Linked DNA regions of Xenopus laevis: region 2 is linked to region 1. Evidence: chromatin contacts called from public Hi-C data. All regions are on one chromosome and are shown on one strand. Each heading gives the region's core, a stretch centred on a gene start, on an enhancer-like site or on the middle of the called end of the contact. The rest is flanking DNA. Distances are from core to core; before and after follow the strand shown.

Region 1 (3,573 bases), core at 329-2,828:
AAAAATTCATCATTGCTATAGGGTTTTACTATGGCCTTCCATTTTCTCTTCTATTCTCCCAAGCTTAGTTTAGACCATACAGACCTGCAGGAACACAACTGAATCTTATCTGGAAATATAATTGGATTTTTGCACCCAAACAGGATTTATTTTCCAGTATCCTAATCAATATAGGCCAGCCAAAACTCCTTGCTAATGTAATACCGTGTATGGTTGCAAATCACAATAAACCCCTGCATTTTCCCCTATTCCTGTTCAGACTTCACAGTACATCGAGCTAGAACACATTTTTGTAATTATGTTTCCAAATCAACTCTAGCCAACTCTTGTAGGGATTCAGTGCTGCCTGGAGATATACCTTAAGTGAAGGAACATACTCAACTTTTTATATAATGGCAGCAGATAAGGACAAAGTTACACTATATATATAAATAAGAAACTGGTAGGTCATGTCATGTTATTTAATTTCCCATAGGTGATTTACATGGTATTCAGGGTTTAACAGTAAGGTTAACGGACCCAGTGGCTTCTAAGAGGCCAGGTATAAAGTGGGCCTAGTGTGGTCCAGATTAATTTGGGTGTCCATTTTACACACTTACGGTTTGGGTTGGTTTAACACATTTTTCCATAGGATCCATAACTGTAGAGCTGCACCACTGTATTCACTAGAACAAAACCACACACACAGCGCTTTGATTTAGGTGTGTCAGGATTCACTTTACTCCACCAGGTTCTGACTAGCCCATAGCCTTTGCTCTCAACCAGCCTGTTTTACTAATGAATATGCATAAAATGTATATATCAAGAACTTGGTAATATACATGCAGTCAATAAGCAAATATTGTTGTTATTTTTTTTACAGGCAAAAAATATAGAGCTTATATGAATAAATAGCCACAACCATTCTAAAGTATGTAAAAATGGTAATAATAAAAGGAAATTAAAGTGGTCTCTGAATTAAACCTGATTTTCCATAAAGGCTTGCAGACTTGGAAAAAAGAATCACATGCTAATGCAATTGTAATGCCATGAGCCCAAAATTATGCAACTACAACTCACACAAAAACCAGCACCTTTATATGGTCACTGAATGTGTCAGTGACATAACAGGGCTAATTTATGTGCAATTTTGAGTGCAATTTCCATGCCCCCGCCCCCATAATGTTGTATTTCCCCCAAAATTACAGTGTTGTTGCAGTCACAAAGTGGACAACTGCACCTGTGGTCATAAATGAGCCATATGATATCCATATATTTTACATTAGGTGTGCATTATTTACTATCTATAATGTAATGTGCCTTTAATAGGCATTTGTTCATTCTCGTCCACATAATAACTGTAGTTCAACCTCCATGCCTGTAGCCAAATGGCACAAAATGTGAATGCTCAGACATCCCTCCAAATGATCACATTACTGAAGAATATCACAATATTACTGAGCCAATTGTGCTCTCTATAATGTTGGGGGCGAGGGTATAATATGGGCAAATTAGTGCGTGCCCAGTCCTATGTGCAGAGAAGCAGATCCTCCCTGTATAGGTGAGATGTTCATGTCCAGTTCTGTAGATACTGTAGTTGTGGAAGTTCCATGGGACAATAGAAGAATCTGCATTACACACTTCTTAGTGACAAACCTTTTATCATGGAAAGGCCATCTCCAGTTTCAGGTTTCCCCACTATTGTTGTTCATTTTTCTGTTTGACTATTTATGATCCTTTGCTGTTCACCTACCTAATAGATAGTGTTACAAAACAATTGTAGAAGAACAATTCACCTCTTCTACAGTGTGATTTTATTTGCCATAGGGAGTCTTGTATGGTTTTTGGACCAGATGTTATCACTATCTCCAGGCTGCATTCAATGTGTTTTGTTTTCATGAGTTTGATATGAATCAACCTACACATGGGAAATTGCTGAAACTGAATTAGTGGATTAATGATTTCAAGTAAAGCCTAGTATGATGTTGTTTGTAAAGCACAGAATGTCTCCAATGCAAGTATCCACACGTTCAGAGGGAAACCAGGAAGCTTTTGGCATATTTAAACCATGATACATCTGCTTTCTTATCAATTGTTTTCTAAAAGAAAAATAAGTTGAAGTTAGAGGAAAATAATAAGCACAGTGGAAATGTATCCTAGATTCAGGATTATGAGCTACATTTGTCTCCATGGTCTGTGAAAATAAATATTGTGGTAATTAGACTTGATGATTCTTTTTAGATGCTCTATATACATGTATATAGAAAATAACCTGTTACTGCAAAATATAAAGAAGTCACCAAGAAGTTTTTGATCATATAAATGCAAGAAGATGCCTAGATGAGTTGTGCGACATAAGTGACATCACTGAACACCAGAAATGATGATGACATCATTAATCATTAATCATTAATTATGGAGAACAAAGTATATTGCTGAAGGGCTACTGCACACATAAATAATTTGAGTATTTCGTGGCCTTGCAATTTCTTTACAATTAACTTTTTGGACTTAATAAGGCCATTTTTCTGTAACATGTACCTAAAGCAGGGCCCTGCCAGGTCTGAAACATGCAGTGGCACGCTACTTTAAATCAACTACACTTTTTTGTATTCTAAAGGCTCTCTAGTGGATGCCCTATGGTATTATACAATATTAATTTAAGAACAAGTAAAGATTTAGTTCACATACAGCTCTCAGAAAGATTCAAACAATTTGTAGCCAATTCCTTTGCTGTGTGGGTTAAAAAGAGCTCAGGTGCCCTCTGTTGGACACAAATAAAACATACTGTGGCATTGAATAGGTGTTCCACTTTTTATATAGTTCACATCATATTCAAGTAGCACCTTTTAGCCTATGGCTGTCCCATAATTGTGTGGTGCAACAATTATAAATATTGGATTAAAGTGGTTGTCAAAGAAACATATTTATTCAGCATCTCTCCAGTTTACAATTTAAGCAGTCTGATTGCTATGGTCCAGATTACCCTAGCAACCATGCACTGATTTGAATAAGAGACTGGAATATTAATAGAAGAGGGCCTGAATAGAAAGATGAGCATTAAAGAGTAGCAATAACAATACATTTGTAGCCATAAAGAGTATTTGTTTTTAGATGGAGCCAGTGACCCCCTTGTGAAAGAGAATCAGAAGAAGAAGGCAAATAATTCAAAAACTATAAAAAATAAACAATTGGTTTTAAAGACCAATTAAAATTTTGCTTAGTATTATCCATTCTATAATATACTAAAAGTTACCTTAAAGGTGAATCACCCATTTAACTAAACCAATAGGCTTGTTTTGCTTCCACTAAGGTACTGGTTAAATAAATACTGGTTAAAGTGTAAATTATTTGATTAAAATGGAGTCTATAGGAGATCGCATTCCCTCCCCACCGCTAATTTGCAAATGCAAATTAGGATTCGGTTCGGCTGGGCAGAAGGATTCGGCAGAATCTGAATCCTGCTGAAAAAGACGAATCCTGGCGGAATCCCGAACCGTATCCTGCATTCGGTGCATCCCTAATTTTTTCAAATTATTTAAAAAGTTAGATTCCTCTGCCTCTGGACTGTTGCAGAGATCTCTGCAAGATATC
Region 2 (3,573 bases), core at 791-3,290, 72 kb before region 1:
CAATCATTGTCCTTATTTTGGGAGGACTGTACAAAGGTAGAATGAGATACATTTGTTCATGGCTATATTTTTAAAATATCTACATTGCTAAAAAGGAGCAGATGGAAGTGGATCAGCTTTTCTCTGCCTGCGTTATAAACCCTTTGTGACACTTAGCCATACCCTTCTTGTATAAACAGATAATTAGAATGCAGGGTTATGGTATAAGTAAAAAGGGTAATTCAGAACATTGACTCTTTGTTTTGTAAAGAGCAAAAACAAGTTAGAATCATATAAAATAATGGAAGGAGAAAGATCTATGTCTGCCAGGAAGTATGCAAGCAGAAAATATGGCTAAGGTTTTATAACCCTGTCCCTGCCAACAATATAATTTTACTAGGTTGTTGGCAAAGGAAGTGCCTCTTCTACCAACCTCTAGTTTTGGCCTTTAGATCATTTTTGAACTCATGATTTGAACTGGATTCAGTACCATTCCCTGGATGTTTTGGCCTTCCTACTGTCTATACTGCTCACCACATTGTTTATCAACCTACAGTGCTGCACTTTTGTCTTTTGGCATTGCTGTAAAAGGAATTCTAAGCAAAAACCCAAAATCAAGTCTGAATAGGATTTTTACCATTATATTACAGGGGTGTTTTTTGCTGAAACATGTTCCTTGTCTTGCTGAAACACAAATTGTAACACAGTGCTGGGCTTTTCATCAGCTCTCTCAAACATACTTTCTGCACTTGCACTATGGAATACAGCAGTGCAACCCATTGTGTGTGGTTTTTACTTCAAGGGCATTATGTCATGGGTGTCTTCTATGTATGATACTTTTTTTTTTACACTGGTGTGCTTAGGTTATGGCACATGGGGTGTTTTTTCAGCCTGGCAAATTTAATTCAACTAAAAAGCACTTGTTGATCATCTTTCACAGAAGAGCAGGAATGAATACTTTTCAGACTGAAAATGAAAGACAATCTCATGTACATTTTAGTTTGCCGAAATACCTATGGCTAAAATGTGCCCTAGTAACATTAGCCTTAGATAACTTTTCACCTTTGGTTATTAAAATGTATTTGGTTAAAAAGTTAAAGGGATACTGTCATGGGAATTTTTTTTTTTTTTTAAATAACTCAGTTAATAGTGCTGCTCCAGCAGAATTCTGCACTGAAATCCATTTCTCAAAAGAGCAGATTATTTTATATTCAATTTTGAAATCTGACATGGGGCTAGACATATTGTCAATTTCCCAGCTGCCCCTGGTCATGTGACTTGTGCTCTGATAAACTTCAATCACTCTTTACTGCTTTACTGCAAGTTGGAGTAATATCACCCCCTCCCTTCCCCCCCCAGCAGCCAAACAAACGAACAATGGGAAGGTAACCAGATAGCAGCTCCCTAACACAAAATAACAGTTGCCTGGTAGATCTAAGAACAACACTCAATAGTAAAAACCCATGTCCCACTGAGAGACATTCAGTAGTAACATTGAGAAGGAAAAACAGCAGCCTGCCAGAAAGCATTTCTCTCTTAAAGTTCAGGCACAAGTCACATGACTGGGGGCAGCTGGGAAATTGACAAAATGTCTAGCCCCATGTCAGATTTCAAAATTTAATTTAAAAAAATCTGTTTGTTCTTTTGAGAAATGGATTTCAGTGCAGAATTCTGCTCGAGTAGCACTATTAACTGATGCGTTTTGAAAAAAACATGTTTTCCAATGACAGGATCCCTTTAATGGTTAATGCCTCTGTATTATTGATTTTGGTATAAAGTTATTCAGCTGAAGTTCAGTAACATCCAAAGTAAATGGAGCCTTATATAATAGCTGTTTGTACAGATAAAGAGTAGTCTATGATATAGGTTCTATTAGTTAGGGCTATGGTACATTTGGTATTTCTTTTACTGTCATTTTCTGTACTGCTGCCCATTACTGGCTTCTTGCATCATATCATTCTTTATTTGCCTTCAGTTCTTTTTCATTTCTATGTATCGTATGTCAGTGTCACGTATCCATCACTAGGGGTCCTCAGCTGCTTATGGTTCAGTGCAAGTGTCCTGCTCCCATTATGGATCGACATGTATAGACACTGGTTTCTAAGAAACTGGCAACACCAGCACACAGATATACTCTGCGTATACTCACATCAACAGCTTGCTGAGTCTAGCCAATGGCATTGAATAATAGGGCACAACATGATCAACAACTGAAAAGCTGAAAGCATGTATCATTATTACAGGGACATCTGGGCTGTTACAGTAAGTTCAAATGATAAAATACAGTATTTCCAGCAAAAATATTTTTTAGCCTTTAATTTTCCTTTAACCGTTACAATTGTATGGCAAACATTGGGTGACTGCTTATATCCTACCCTAGCTCTTTTAAAACATGTTGTTCACTTGTAGATACAGTAGTTTTTTCCTATCTCTATCACTATATTAACAATATGATCAATACACTGATTCATGCCCAAGCTTTTGCATTCATCTGTATTATTAACCACAGAGACAGATTAAGGTTGCAAATAAAATGGGTTTAATTAGAAAACACATATAGCAAAATATAGAAATCTAGCACAGGAGTCATTTCATGGACAACTGTGGTCACAAAACAGTTTGAATATACCAAGTTTTAGATCATGTGCATCAGCCAAAACAATTAAATTACCACAAAATAGGTTGCATAAAGTCAATAGGGTTACCAACAATGAAGTAGTACAATGCTTTGCTATGACTGCATAGAGTACCATCAAACTTCTAATTAGCCAGGTACAGTAATCATTGCTTATATTAAGCATGTTAGACATTAGTCATGCTGCCATCATTTTTCCTAGAGTTCTCCTAGACTCCCAGTTTGTGTTTCTGTATCAAGACTACATTGGTGGATTCAAAAAAACCAAAACATATTGTGTCCTTAATCTTCCACTTAAAGGAAAACTATACCCCCAAAATGAATACTTAAGCAACAGATAGTTTATATCAAATTGAATGACATATTAAAGAATCTTACCAAACTGGAATATATATTTACATAAATATTGCCCTTTTACATCTCTTGCCTTGAACCACCATTTCGTGACTCTATCTGTGCTGCCTCAGAGATCACCTGACCAGAAATACTACAACACTAACTGTAACAGGAAGAAGTGAGGAAGCAAAAGGCAGAACTCTGTCTGTTAATTGGCTCATGTGACCTTACATGTGGTTTGTATGTGTGCACAGTGAATCGTACGATCTCAGGGGGCGGCCCTTATTTTTTAAAATGGCAATTTTCTATTTATGATTACCCAATTGCACATACTACTAAAAAAGTATATTATTATGATAATGGTTCATTTACATGAAGCAGGGTTTTACACATGAGCTGTTTTACTCAGTATCTTTTAATAGAGACCTACATTGTTTGGGGGGTATAGTTTTCCTTTAAATCCCTTCCAGATTGGAGCAAGTGTATATAGAAGCAAGGTTTAGTGAGCCACAGCAATGCTTCAAGGGTTAAAGTTTTATCCTTCTCAGCTGTCTGGAGTTGCATTTGTCTGTGAGGCACAAGCTTAGGAGACACTTGCAGTGAATTTATAGATTTATAGAATG

Evidence for each region. A called contact is a pair of places that touch in the nucleus more often than the background predicts.
Region 2: a contact with region 1 is called in a Hi-C map of the XTC cell line, with 7 times the contacts expected there. The contact joins two enhancer-like sites. A contact is called at or near these places in 2 of 4 Hi-C or Micro-C datasets (the XL177 cell line and the XTC cell line).

Annotation. Positions count from the first base shown.
Region 1 is chr9_10L:83,714,101-83,717,673 of Xenopus_laevis_v10.1, reverse strand. No RefSeq gene overlaps it. Among protein-coding and RNA genes, the nearest start is that of sh3bp4.L, 33 kb to the left of the region's middle. Within about 2 kb of position 1,578, at least 1 of the 7 cell types and tissues checked has an H3K27ac peak or open chromatin away from gene starts, as enhancers often do.
Region 2 is chr9_10L:83,786,683-83,790,255 of Xenopus_laevis_v10.1, reverse strand. No RefSeq gene overlaps it. Among protein-coding and RNA genes, the nearest start is that of ramp1.L, 24 kb to the left of the region's middle. Within about 2 kb of position 2,040, at least 1 of the 7 cell types and tissues checked has an H3K27ac peak or open chromatin away from gene starts, as enhancers often do.